Regions from separate parts of the Sus scrofa genome. Here region 2 is linked to region 1. The links are chromatin contacts, called in public HiChIP or PLAC-seq maps. All regions are on one chromosome and are shown on one strand. The core of a region is the stretch at or near the end of the contact, and the rest is flanking DNA. Distances in the headings are between cores, read along the strand shown.

What was found. HiChIP or PLAC-seq counts read pairs in DNA pulled down with a chosen protein or histone mark.
Region 2: a contact with region 1 is called in an H3K27ac HiChIP or PLAC-seq map of alveolar macrophages. The contact joins two enhancer-like sites. A contact is called at or near these places in 1 of 47 Hi-C or Micro-C datasets (psoas muscle) and 2 of 2 datasets of contacts at active chromatin or transcription factors (alveolar macrophages and skeletal muscle).

What each region holds. Positions count from the first base shown.
Region 1 is chr1:4,370,088-4,377,216 of Sscrofa11.1, forward strand. No RefSeq gene overlaps it. Among named protein-coding and RNA genes, the nearest start is that of QKI, 510 kb to the right of the region's middle. Within about 2 kb of position 4,409, at least 22 of the 83 cell types and tissues checked have an H3K27ac peak or open chromatin away from gene starts, as enhancers often do. A contact at or near this core is called in alveolar macrophages, where this site is marked.
Region 2 is chr1:4,784,279-4,790,519 of Sscrofa11.1, forward strand. All of the region lies in intron 3 of QKI (QKI, KH domain containing RNA binding), which reads right to left. Among named protein-coding and RNA genes, the nearest start is that of QKI, 96 kb to the right of the region's middle. Within about 2 kb of position 4,338, at least 2 of the 83 cell types and tissues checked have an H3K27ac peak or open chromatin away from gene starts, as enhancers often do. A contact at or near this core is called in alveolar macrophages, where this site is marked.

The DNA of each region.
Region 1 (7,129 bases), core at 3,159-5,658:
CCACAGCTGTGCCATAGGTCGCAGCTTCGGCTCAGATTTGACCCTTGGCCAGGCAACTTCCATATGCCCAGGATGTGGCCAAAAAATGAACAGTAACTATGTTTCCTTTTTCATATAAGTAATGATACCTTCATACCCATTACTTAGATCAAGAAAGAGAATGTGTCCAGACTTCATACCTTCTTGACCTTTTTCCTAACATTATCACTTCTTTCCTCTTCAAAGACAACTATCCTGACTTCTAATAGTTTGGATTGACTTCTTTTGAGCTTTATAAACATGCAGTGATTTTTAATAAATGTATAATAGTGTTATTATATAGTAATATATAATTTTATAATGATTAAACTGATGAAGTATGCTAATTAATGTATTTATACAGTTATATTTCATTGTAACATATTTTAATTATATAGATGATGTATTATTTTGCCTGCTATTTTCACCAAATTTTATGATTTTGAGATCCACTTATGTGATTGCAAGTAACTACAATTTGTTCATTTTTATTGTGCTATAGTATTCTATGGCATAGATGCATCTTTTCACATATGAATGATGATTTACTTAGCATAAATCTGAGGAAGTGGGTTGGAAAGCCCCAAACCCAAATATTAAGATATTTACTGGCCATTTCTAGTTACTGTCCAGAAAAAAACACACCAATTTACTCTTCCGTCAACCATGCAGAAGTGGCCCCAATTCTCACCCCATGGCCAACATTGGGTATTGTCTTTTTTTTTAATTTTTTCCAACCTAATACACAACTAAAACATTTATTGCATTATAACTCCCTTCAAATCACATTTCGTTAGGCATTTGCACAAATGCATATATATTTATTAAAACTGTTCTGCAGGCTTTTCCCCTTAATAAGATACCATGAACTTTTTTCTGTATACCTAAATCCACAGCTATGCCCTCATCTTTAACTAACACATTATAATCTATAATATGGATATGCTAAAACTTACAAACTGAGAGTTCAGTCTGTGAAAGATTTTGTTTTTGTTTTTGTTTCAACAAACTCGTTGTCATAGCATTCTTTAATTCTCATGGAAATTCTATGAATCGAGGTCTGTTATCACACACATTTTAACAGCAAGGAAACTAGGGCACAGAGAGATTATGTAATAATTTGCCTAAGACTAAACAGCTCAAAAGATTTGGAACCAAAATTTAAACCTAGGCGGTCCTGGTTACAACCGCCATGGTTTTAATACCCTGAATCCTGACTCTTTTAAGTAATCATCGCACTTTACTCTCCTTTAGAACAAAAGGCGTGGTCTGTTCGCACTGCACCTTTGTAGCCTCTTGACTGCTATAATTGTCTAATAAATCTAATGAAATACCATGTAAATGAGTGAAAACAAAAGTTAATCACTGCTTGATTTCAAAATGTAGTGCTTTGGTTTCCTACAACGTTCGCACTGATAACAGTTGTTTTCTATAAACAAATTCACGTAATCACTTTTGTTTTATTTCTTAAGCTTTATATCATGAATCTTTATGGACCCGAAGAACAGAAATCCCAATGCTTTTAGATGCCAGCTTCTATTGGGGAAATTCCACTTCAGTTGAGAGGAGTTAGCAGAGTTCCTGCCATGGCACAGTGGGTTAAGAATCTGACTGCAGAGGCTCTGGTCGCCGTGGAGGTGCAGGTTCGATCACCAGCCCCCTAGACCGGCACAGGGGCTTAAAAGATCCGGCATTGCCACAGCTACAGCGTAGGTTGCAGCTGTGGCTTGGATTCAATCCGTTGCCTGGGAACTTCCGTATTTGCAGCAAAAAATAAAATAAAATAAAACAAAACAAAACAAAATAAAATGAAATAAAATAAAATAAAATAAAAAGGGAGTCACCAGTTCACTAGCAAATGGTGGCTTTGGATTTGGTGCCCCCCCTGTTGCAAAACTAGTGGCGTTGCCAGTTCTGGATGATAAAGTAGATGAGCTTATGCATTGTCCAAGTAATTTCAGAATAACTTGGCAGTTTTTCCAGAACTGCTTGATAGCTGGCTTATCCTTCAATGTGTGTCTGGCTTTGAAAAGTGACATCGGGATAGAAGATAAGAGAAGGGATCAATGACTTCGCTCAGGTTTATTGAACATCTGAGAGACATGAAAAGACGTCTGTGAAAGTGACCAACACAATGCAACTGTTAACTAGGGGTTAAAAATGGTGTATTCCGCCAACCTCTTTCAACACAGCAGTAACCTAAATTGCTGTTTTCAAAAGCCAGTGCCTTTCCCTGCTCAACCCAATAGCTGTCACATGATTAATGTGCTGGTGTCTTATTAACTGCTCCGTTACAGAAGCTGTCCAATTCACAGCCACCCTCGCTGCAGAGACCTTTTTGTAAAAACCTAGTTGAAATCATGCTGTTCTGACTGCAGGCTACTGCACCTTCCTCCAAAACATCATAAAGAGCAAAGAATTACTGTTTCCAGTAATCCAGGCCATAAATCAACCCGGTCTGAGGATGGAAAAAAAAAAAAGAGTGCTTCCTGCATTCATATTCAGAAGCCTATCTGTATAACAGCATATCTGGGAAAACAGCAGAGGACCTGCGTGTGTGCGTGTGTGTGTGTGTGTGTGTGTGTGTGTGTGTGGGAGAGTGTGGTGAACAGAGGGGAGGGAAAGATTCGGGGGCTCAGAGGACAAAAGGAGCCCGAGCACCTGTTAAATAATTCCGAAGACTTCGATCTTATCAGGCACTTCCTTGCTGGAACAATATTTTAAGATTGTTAAAAATTGCCACCTTATCTGTTTGGCGCTATCCCCCACTGCTTAACTTATCTGGGCCCAGCTGTTTGAGAAAAATGCAGTGTGGCATGACCTTGATTTCTTAGCACCTGACCTTAATATCTAATCAGCTGTACGTCTCAGGGAAGCCATCCAGAGATGTCACCTAGCCACCCCCCTCCCCGCAGCCCGTGATTCAAAGGAAGTTTGCTTCCTCTCCTCTTGGAGAGCCCCTGCCCTTCCAATCTGTGTGCTGGGTCCTTCAGGGGTTACAGGTGCTACTTTACAATCTTGGATGCCCTTTCGGTAGAAAATAATTTGGAAGCCTTTAGGTCAGTCGTAAAAAATGATCTGATTCATTCTGAGACTTCTGCGGGGGAGCCTCGATTTGGGTCTAGAAAAACATTAACCACTCATGGCTGCTGTAGTTTTTAGAAAACACAAACCCTCCCCCCTCTGCAACAGCCGGTTTGAAAGTCATACAATCCAAAGTAGTGAACACACACACACATAATACACACTCATGCATAATACACACACACATGCACAAACAGGAATAACACACGCACACACACACACGCATGTGCACACACATACATATATACACACACACATGCAGGCACATAGGAACTCTGTGTTATTTTTAAAGATTTTTTTTAAGAAGCTTCTTGAGTGTGGCTTAGTGGCCCCACACCAAGTGAAGTCTTAAAATTCTGGAATGATATAAAGAGATGCCAGTTATTAAAGTGCCGTTATATTAAAAGGGACATAAAAGGGCCAGAATTTTTTCTCTCTCGCAACTTAGGAATCGAATTTGCTTCGTTGGCAGAGCAATAGACTTTTTGCCAGCCTGGCGGGCTCAACCTAGAACCTGGAAATCAAGCTGTTTTCTCTCTGGTTCTGACACTGTCACCAGGAATAAGTGTTCCGCCATCACGACGCCGCCACCCCGCATCTCAGACCCAGCAAGAGGAGCCCTGATGACTCTTTTCCTGTCACTATTTGGTTGATTCACACAGTTGGCTGCAATCACGCAGAACCCTGGTGGATTAATTCTTGAGGAAGCTCATGTTCTATACAGTAAGTTGTAATGTTGGCTCTGAACTTGAGACAGCAAAACAAGGGGAGAGCCAAGACCTGTCAGCTTTTCTCACCTGCCAGTCTCCCCATAAAACTGGGCTTGGGGCTGGTTGGGGAGCAGGGGGGCTCCATGGGAAACGGCCCTGCTGGCAAAGGAGCCCCTGGACAGGAGTCTCTCCTCTACCCGAATCGCGAGTCCCCAGGCCACACAGCTCTGTCCAGGGATTTGTGTTTCTGCTGCTGTCCTTTGTTGTCAGGTCCCAGAGGGGAGATGGGGCTGCAATCCTTCCTGTGACAGAGGCCCTGATCCCCTGCCCTGTGGAAGACACCCCTGCCGAAGGGGAGACCCTGGGCTCCTGTGGCCGACCTCCCAAAAGAGCATCCCAGGGCTGAGCAGGGCTTCTGGAAGCTGCGGGACTCCCAGCCCCAGGCCCTGTGCCATGGGCCCCGTGCACAGGGCACCTTAAGCTGTTACCCACTGTGCTCCCCCAGCACCCCCCCTCCCATGCTCTGGCAGCTCTGAAAACCCTGGATCAGGTTTCCATCTGCCCTGACCTTGGCCTCCCTGCACAGCTCACACGTCAGGCTCCACGGAGGAAGTGACCTTGGAGGCCAGAGAGTGTCGACATGCAGCCCTGAACGCTGAGTGTCAGCTGGGGAAGAAACGCGCAAGCGACCAGCTAGGCCTGGGCATCATGGCTTTGCAGGAACTTCCTGATGTTTCTTGGAACTTATATCATCTGCTCTGCTCCCGGAGTCTGGGAACCCTGGTCCATTCCCCTTACCAACAAAAGGACTCCTGGTGCTTGCCGTCTGCTTGCAGTGCTGAGGCCACGTTCCAAGAGCTTCTGCACGCTTGCGTGCGACTTGAGCCTTGGTTTTTAGCTGTGTTTGCCCTCCCTCCTTCCTGACTTTCACAGCCCCCCTCCTCACATTTTCCCTGTAAACCTAAGCCCCCTCCCTGGTGATAAAGCAAAGATAGCTGGATGATCTCTGACCTGTTGAAATCTTAGATTTCCCGTTGAAATCTTTCCCTTGTGGCTCAGCGGGGAAACAAAACCCACCAGTATCCATGGGGATGCAGGTTCAATCCCCGGTCTCACTCAGTGGGCTGAGGATCTGGCCACAACCTGCGCTCTAGGTGGCAGGTGAGACTATAGAAGTGACCAGCAGCTGCAGTTCTGATTGGACCCTTAGCCTGGCAACTTCCATATGCTGCATGTGCGGCTCTGGAACAAAAAATAATTCCCCATGACTTCTTTCTTGCTTCCTTTTTTTTACGGCCACAACTACTGCATATGGAAGTTTCCAGGCTTGGGGTAGAATCAGAGCTACATCTGCTGGCCTACCCCACAGCCACAGCAATGTGGCATCTGAACCACATCTGCGACCTACACCACAGCTCACAGCAACACCAGATCCTCAACCCACTGAGCAAGGCCAGGGATTGAACCCAAGTCTTCATGGATACTAGTCAGGGCCATTAACACTGAGCCACCACAGTGGCTCTTTCCCGTTAAAATCTTAGTGAGGAATTTTTACGTGTTAGAGGCAGGTCTTCAGAACTCTTCTAAGTATGATGAGGCCTCCAGATCTGAGGGAAACAGCTCTGCCACCACTGCCAGGGCCCTCTCCACCCACCAGCCTCAGACCCACACCAGGCCAGCGCCCTGTGAGTGCCACTATCCGGGGAGGCCCAGTGTGGAGTCTCAGGCCAGATAAGACTGGGGAGGAGAGCAAAACCAGTGCCCTACCCAAGCCCAGATGCTCACACACAGCATCTCTTCTCCAGGCAGAGACGATACACCCAGGAGAGCAGCCAAACCTGTCCTCAGAGGCTGAGGATGCATAGCAGGCTCCAGCACCTTCTTCCAGGAGTGAGACAGAGAACTAGGCAGGACATTATCAAAGGGGGGGGGAACCTCCCAAATAAAAGTTGAACTTCAGGCTAAAATGTCCAATTGCAGATGGAAGATTGCAGGACCCACTGGAGCAGACAGGAGCGGTGCCCCTCCTGGAGAAAATCAGGTGGGGAGACGGCCCACCCCATGTGCTAGAGTGGTGGTGACTGGATCGGCGTGTCAGTGTCCATTCCTGGAGGACCATGCATGCGGAGCCCTAAACAACCCCAGGGAGCTCGCTGTCCTGCTCTGACTTTGTATTAATCTCTGGCTCTGGCTGGTCCCAGGGTGTCACAGGCACTATAATTAGATTTTGGAAACGTGTCGGGGAAAAGGAAATGGTGTCATTAAGGTGACCTATCAGACGCCAGCCTCTTCCTCTAGAAAGAAGCCAAGTGCACAGCATGTGGGTTCACACACGGCCCTTCAAGGGCAGAGGTGTCAGGGCGGTGACTGCAAGATTGCAAAGCCCATCTGTAAGGGAGCCTATTTTCCACATCAAAATCAATCCGGCAAGGCTGTTAGCTGAAAGTGCCATCTGGAGGCGTGCGGGCAACTTTTGGGTGAAGGGCAGAGCACTCAGAAACTTGACTTCCACTTGGGCTGCCCAATCCCATCTTCGGAGGCAGAGCTAGGAGTTGACACAGAAAGGAAAATTCACTATAAACTTGAACTGGAGGATCTCACCTGAATAATCAAGCCAACAGGTGATACGGGGCTTCTGGAAGCTGATTTGGCCAAGATGAGCTATGGTACAACAAGGCTCCCAAGCACTCTGGATATTTCCCCCGAGGATTTGCTTTATCCCTGAAGGCTAGCTTTTCACCTCCACTTCCAAGAGAGAGAAGAGGGATTGAGAGAAGTTGAACCACCAAGTCTATGCTCTGCCTCCCTACAACTTAGGTCCACAGCCCTCAGTCCTTGCATGTTGTTTCTGAGGTTCAAATCCCAGGTCCTCCTCACATGAGCTGTGTTACTTCAGTCAAGTTACCTAACCTCTCTGTGGCAGGCCATCGCAGTCTCGGCCCCCTCATGGGTCCAGGCCGCCCTCTTACCAGCTCCCTAGAGAGTGCCCCCTCTCACTGAGTCTGGGCTTGTCCATGGGATGAAGTTGGCCAATAAGATAACAACAGAAGTGACACAGCTGAGACCTTAGAAACTCCTGTTCACTAGGCAGGGCCCTCTCTTGCTGCCATCCTGCTGGAAGTTGCAACAAGCCCAGTCACCTTGTCACCCATCCTCCATGGACAGGTGCAGGAGGTCATTCTGGCCAGAATACAGAGCACAGCCTCCCCCACAGCCACCCAAGTGGGCCACAGGCTCATGGGCTCAATCAACAGCCCTCACGTGAAGCCACATTGTGGAGAGGTCTGTCTGTTATACAGCAACCGGTAACTGATGTA
Region 2 (6,241 bases), core at 3,088-5,587, 410 kb after region 1:
ATTCAATTTGTTGAAATTATCATCTAGGTTATGTTTTCATAGGTAGCATTTAACAAATACTTATTCAATTTAGCATAATTAAATAATTTGCTAAATTCAAAGAACTTTTTTACTGTTTTATGTCAAATATTTTCCAAGTTAAAAACAAAAGGACTAGTCTCAGTAATTTCCCTTTATAAGAAACATCTATTTCCTACTAATACAATAGTAAAAAACTGTCAGGTAAGTTCTTATTCCAATTTTCACATTTAATTCCACTAATTTAACTGTAATTACTGTGTGTTGAAACTAGTTATGTGTCACCAGTTATGGGCAAACTATGGTTAAATAATATTGGATAATCTATCCCAATCCTGACCAAAGCGGGTGAACTTTCGCTGGGTCAGCACTGCTTACACTATGCAGAAGCGATTCTGGACATGACCATTTGGAAAGCTAAATATGATCCTAATACCATAGTTAAGGCTGGAAAGACTGAACTAAATATATGCAAATTTTCCCCATAAAAAGAGGAAAACGATCAACTGATTTTTAATTTCCATTTACCAGAAAGTTTAAATATCAATGGTTACCTAGTATTTTTAAGAAAAAGAAAGAGAGTAAGAAGAGAAATAAAGAACTGGCATGAAATCCTTTGGGAAACTCTGGGCTGTGTTTCTGATGCTACGATCACTTATATAAAAATAGTTACTGCCCATGGAAGCATGAAATGCTTCCTCATAGCATTAAGAGAATCCTTTCACTATTCATATGTGAAATCTTACATTGCATCTTATTCTTTCCCCCACCCAGCAGACATTAAAAAGATTATTAAAGGCACAGAAAAACAATCATTTGTTCTGAAATGTGATGTTTTAAAATGCTAAAGTGAAATATTTGACAGTATACCAAGGAAAGATAAAAAAAAAAAAAAGGCTAACATTTCTACTCATACCAATTTTCTTTCCCAAATCACCAAAAACCCAATTTCAGAAATCACCTCTGAATAAAAATTTCCCAGGTCCTCTCAGACAGAATGTTTCCATTCTCACTATTTTTTAAGGGCCGCTCCCGTGGCTTATGGAAGTTTCCAGGCTGGGGGTCTAATCAGAGCTACAGCTGCCAGCTTACACCACAGCCACAGCAATGTGGGATCTGAGCCGTGTCTGCCACCTACACCACAGCTCATCGCAACGCTGGGTCCCTGACCCACTGAACAAGGCCAGGGATCAAACCTGCGTCATGATACTAGTCAGGTTTGTTTCCACTGAGCAGCAACGGGATCTCCTATCACTTGTTTTTTTGACTTCAGTCTGATATATATTACTGTCTAAAAAGCTCCAAAAAGTCTGCCCAGAGAACTCCTACCTTTTAGCACTGACCTAATAATAAGTGCCCCATAACTATTCAACATTTACTAGATAAAGCATGAGATATAAAAATAAAATCACAGCTAATATTAACAAAAAATAACATATATAAGGCTTTGTACTCAGCATTTTATACTCATAAAGTTAATCCTTTTTAAAGCTTAGAGGTAGATATTTTATAATGCCTATTTCTACTTTGAAAATTGGATAAACCAATGGGCAGAAACTTAATGTCATTCAGCTAAACCGACTTCAGATTATACACTTCTGCCTTAAAAAGACTTTACAACTAAAAGTATACTAAGAAAACAAGAAAGGTTAATATTAAAAAAAAAAAGATTACAATTATTTCATTCACAACCGCAAACAAGAAACAAGATGAGTATTCTGACAAACCTAACTACAGGGTAACTTGCTGCCTCAGGCAAAGGTCATTACCAGGTCTGCATGTGTGAGTTTCAAGGAAACAGCAACAGAGCAGGAGCACATGATTCACTGTTATAAAGCTACTTTTTCCTGAGGGAATTTATTCAGAAAGTAATGCTGCAGACACCCAAAAGAAAACAATTATCTGTCCTAGAGTATTACTTTAAAATACAATTTTTAATATTCATTTGAAGATATTCTAAGCAATTTATGATACTGTACTTACTAGTCACTTCCTCAGGCAAAATATCTGAACCTCGGTCTCATTTGTAAAATAATATTATGTCTGTATAGCACAGAAGAGAGTAGCTAGCATCTCATAACTAATGTTACCATGATTTGAAAAGGCTATCTGAAATCTAAGAGTAACAGAGGATTACAGAAGATGAAGTAAGTAGGAACATAGAGAAAGGATTAACTAGGTGTTACAATTTTTCCCAGAAAAAACTGAGAATGTCCTTTGGGGATAAAGAATTAGTACTAGCTTAAGATAATCTACTTTTTAATTAACCTAGACAGTAAAATATATAAAACATTATATATATACATATTTACACACATATATGCATATACATATATACATACATACATATACATATATGTATATGTATATATACATATACATGTATGTATGTATGTATGTGTGTGTGTGTTGTGTGTGTGTATATATATATATATTAGGCCCACATCCATATGGGGTTCCCAGGCTAGGGGTTGAATTGGAGCTAGAGCTGCAGGACTACACCACAGCCTCAGCAATGCCAGATCCAAACTGCATCTGCAACCTACACCACAGCTCACGGATACTTAACCCACTGAGCGAGGCCAGGGATTGAACCCACATCCTCATGGATACTACTCGGGTTGGTTTCGCTGAGCCACAATGGAAACTCCTCAAAATACAATTTTTAGGAAGAGAAAGAAGCTTAATTAAGGTCTATCTGTAATCTCTGGGGTTCTAGACTGGAGGAGAGCTCAGCTCATCAAAGGAATGCACTACCTTTCACATAGGGCTGGATTTGAAACACTATATAAAGGAGGACTACTACAGTTTCCCGGAAAGGAATAAACTATGATTATTTCCATGAGCTCTACACAAAAGAGACTAAAAGTAGTAAAAAGAACTGATAAAAAATTAATGAAATTGAAGACAAAATTCAAATACCACCTCTTCCATAATATTTTCTGAAGCCATTCCCGCTATTTCCCCCCTTTGCTTCTTTTCATAGAATTTTACGGCTTTGTAAGAATACTTAATTCTGTAATACAGCATACTGCATCTGGTATACACAATAATAATAAGCCTCTAGAAAGCAAGACATTTCGTTTTTCTGAATTACTCGTTTTTGAATTTAAAATGCCTGAGTAAGAGTTTGGCACGTAACCAGTAGCTTAATATTTTTTTTGTTCTCCCGCCCTGCACAGATCTGGACTTGCACTTCTTTATCATATTTTCATTGGTGTCTCCTGAATATTTAGCCATGTATTTGTCTTTCTTATGTGTATATAGTCTATAAACGAAAATGATGTGTCATAAATAAACGTACTACTACTTTACTTATATGCATGCTACCATAATAAACACAACAGTCATCCAAAAGGCATTATTAAATTCATAGTAGGCATTTGAAAAAATCATTATGCATTTTCTTCACTCAGTATATGCTCAACTATCATCCTTACATATTAGAAACCATTTCCTTAACATATCTGGCAAAATGTTTTGTATATAGTAAGCACTGCAGAAATATCTGGAGTTAAATTTTCCTTACTCTCCAAAAGTGAGAGGGTACATAAAACAGTGAGGAAAGAACACAAACTCGAATGCCAGCCCTATTTCAGTTACCGCAGTTAATAACCCTGAGTAGCTCACTCATATATTCACTTATTTATTCCATAAATATTTACTGAGTTTTTCCACTACTTGGAAGATACTCTGCTGGCAAACAAGGTCTAGGACAGTAAATGGACAAACATGCAAGGCTTGAAAAGCTTACAGGCTAGTGAGGAAGACAGACACCAAAGTTCAATGTCTAAAAAAGTACAGACTAAGCTTGACTGATCTAGGTTACATGGTAAAATAAATTATCTCATGAAATTTGATTTCCTCATTTGTAAAGGTTATAGGGTTGCAAGGATTACTTTTTTAAAAAAAAATTATTTCCCATCACGTTCTATCCCAGGAGATTGACCATAGGTTCCTGTGCTATACAGTAGGACCTTATTTATTAAGCCCAAACTCCCAGCCCATTTCCCTACTTCCCCCATTCCCCTTGGCAACCACAAGTCTGTTCTCGGTCTGTGAGTCTGTTTTCTGTTTTGTAGATGGGTTCGTTTGTGTCATATTTTAGATTCCACATATAAGTGATATCATATGGTATCTGTCCTCTTTCTGATTTACTTTATTTAGTATGATAATCTCTAGTTAGGGTTGCAAGGATTAAATGAAAGAAAGGATGTTTAAGACAGTGACTAGCTTAGAGTACCTAATACTTTCACTGTGTAACTCCTACTATTCCTACTTGTTTCCTAGGTCTTCTTAAAAGATGGCTTTCCAGCTAATAGGGATTTCCCTTAATTCTACTGCAGGACTTCCTAATATTATGTTAACATAACCAACCATTAGGGAAGTCATAGTTCCTCAATTACAAAGCCTCAAAATTTAAAAAGTATTAGTAACAAAAATAAACAAACTAGGAATTAATCAATGATTCCTCTAGATTAAAAAATATAGGTACTCACCCCCAAATACCTGAGGCAGTGACTATCAACCTTGAAAAGCTTTAGAATTAAAATGCTAAAAGTAAATAAAATCCATGGCAAACAGTCTTTGTGTGTTTATCTAAAATATCTGTAACATTTAAAATTACTTGGCATATTTAAGTATCTTAAAGATTAGTCCTCTTATTACAACAACAACAACAACAACAACAAAAAAGGAGATACGAATCCACTACATACCCCAGAAATTACAGCATGGATGCCTTGCAAACATGTGCTTGCTTTTTTTTTTTTTGGTCCTTTTAGAGCCGCACCAATGGCATATAGAGGTTCCCAGGCTAGGGGTCGAATCAGAACTGCAGCTGCCAGCCTACACCACAGACACAGCCATGCCAGATCCAAGCCATGTCTGTGACCTACACCACAGCTCATGGCAACACTGGATACTTAACCCACTGAGCAAGGCCAGGGATCAAACCTGTGTCCTCATGGATACTGGTCAGATTTGTTTCTGTGGAGCCATGATGGGAACTCCAAACATGTGCATTTTTTAAAAACTATACAAATAGTACTAGTGCACAGACAGGTAGTAGTAGGTCTAATCACTATGAATAGCAAATCTCTGTACTTCACGGCTAGTAGTCTGGGTGACACATGTCTGATGATGATCAAAAATATCACACTAAACTGTCCAAACTGTTAATGGACTATGAGCAGAGTTCTTTTTCTAATATTCCCAAAGTGTTAATACATATTTCACATATCCATACTCCTCAATGGACAAAAAGCAAGGATAATTTTACTTAACTGGAAAAATAAAGTGAATCTAGGGTTTCAGGTTTTCCTATATTATATTACCTATCAATCAAAACCTATAAAAAAGAAATTTTTTCTTCTAATATTTTATTAAAATTTGGCTAACAAGATATAACTATAAAAAGTGTTACCTTTCAAACAACCCTTCAGTATAAACTGATTAGCAAAACATAACCATAAAAGTGATACTTAATGAACAGTGTATTTTGTAATACGATTTTCCTTTTCCCTTATATATATACTGAATTATTTGACTTCCTGTGGCTACTTCTGAAATATAACCAACCCAGAGTAAGACTGACATATACAAAGATGCTAATAAATTTAAAACATTAAAATTACTCCTCAGTGACGTTGTTAGCATGACCTGAACGGGGATCAAGGGAGTCTGAATATAAGTAAGTATAAACACAACTAACAGAACTACTTCAAACACTTGCATCTAACAGGTGGTGGTCAAGCTAAAAGAAGGTAATTTTTAGTACAGTCTCTCTCTTTTCTTTCACTCTATAGGGATTTTAATAGGTAAAAGTAATTATATGAATGCTTTCCTTCATAAATTATAGCTATACAGCCAACATTTATAATTTCCAAAAAAACTGTAAAAATTCCTGAATTTTTGCTAACTAAAACCTAGCCTGTTACACTTAAGACTTTTTATCTCTACAAATTCTTACTTTTTATACATTATTCAATGTTGTAATAGTTAATACTCAAGTGTTAACCATCTTATTATTTTTAATTATTCTAATTACCTGAAAATTCAACCATATCAGTCAAGAAAAGGATAATCTCTCAGCTATAATGAAAAATAAAAGTTCAGAGACTCAATGTTTTTGTTTTTTATTAGACATCATTTCAAGTATGTTTAAGTTTCAGAGATATGGAACTAAAGTAAAATTCATGGATTCCTCTCCCTGTTATCAACT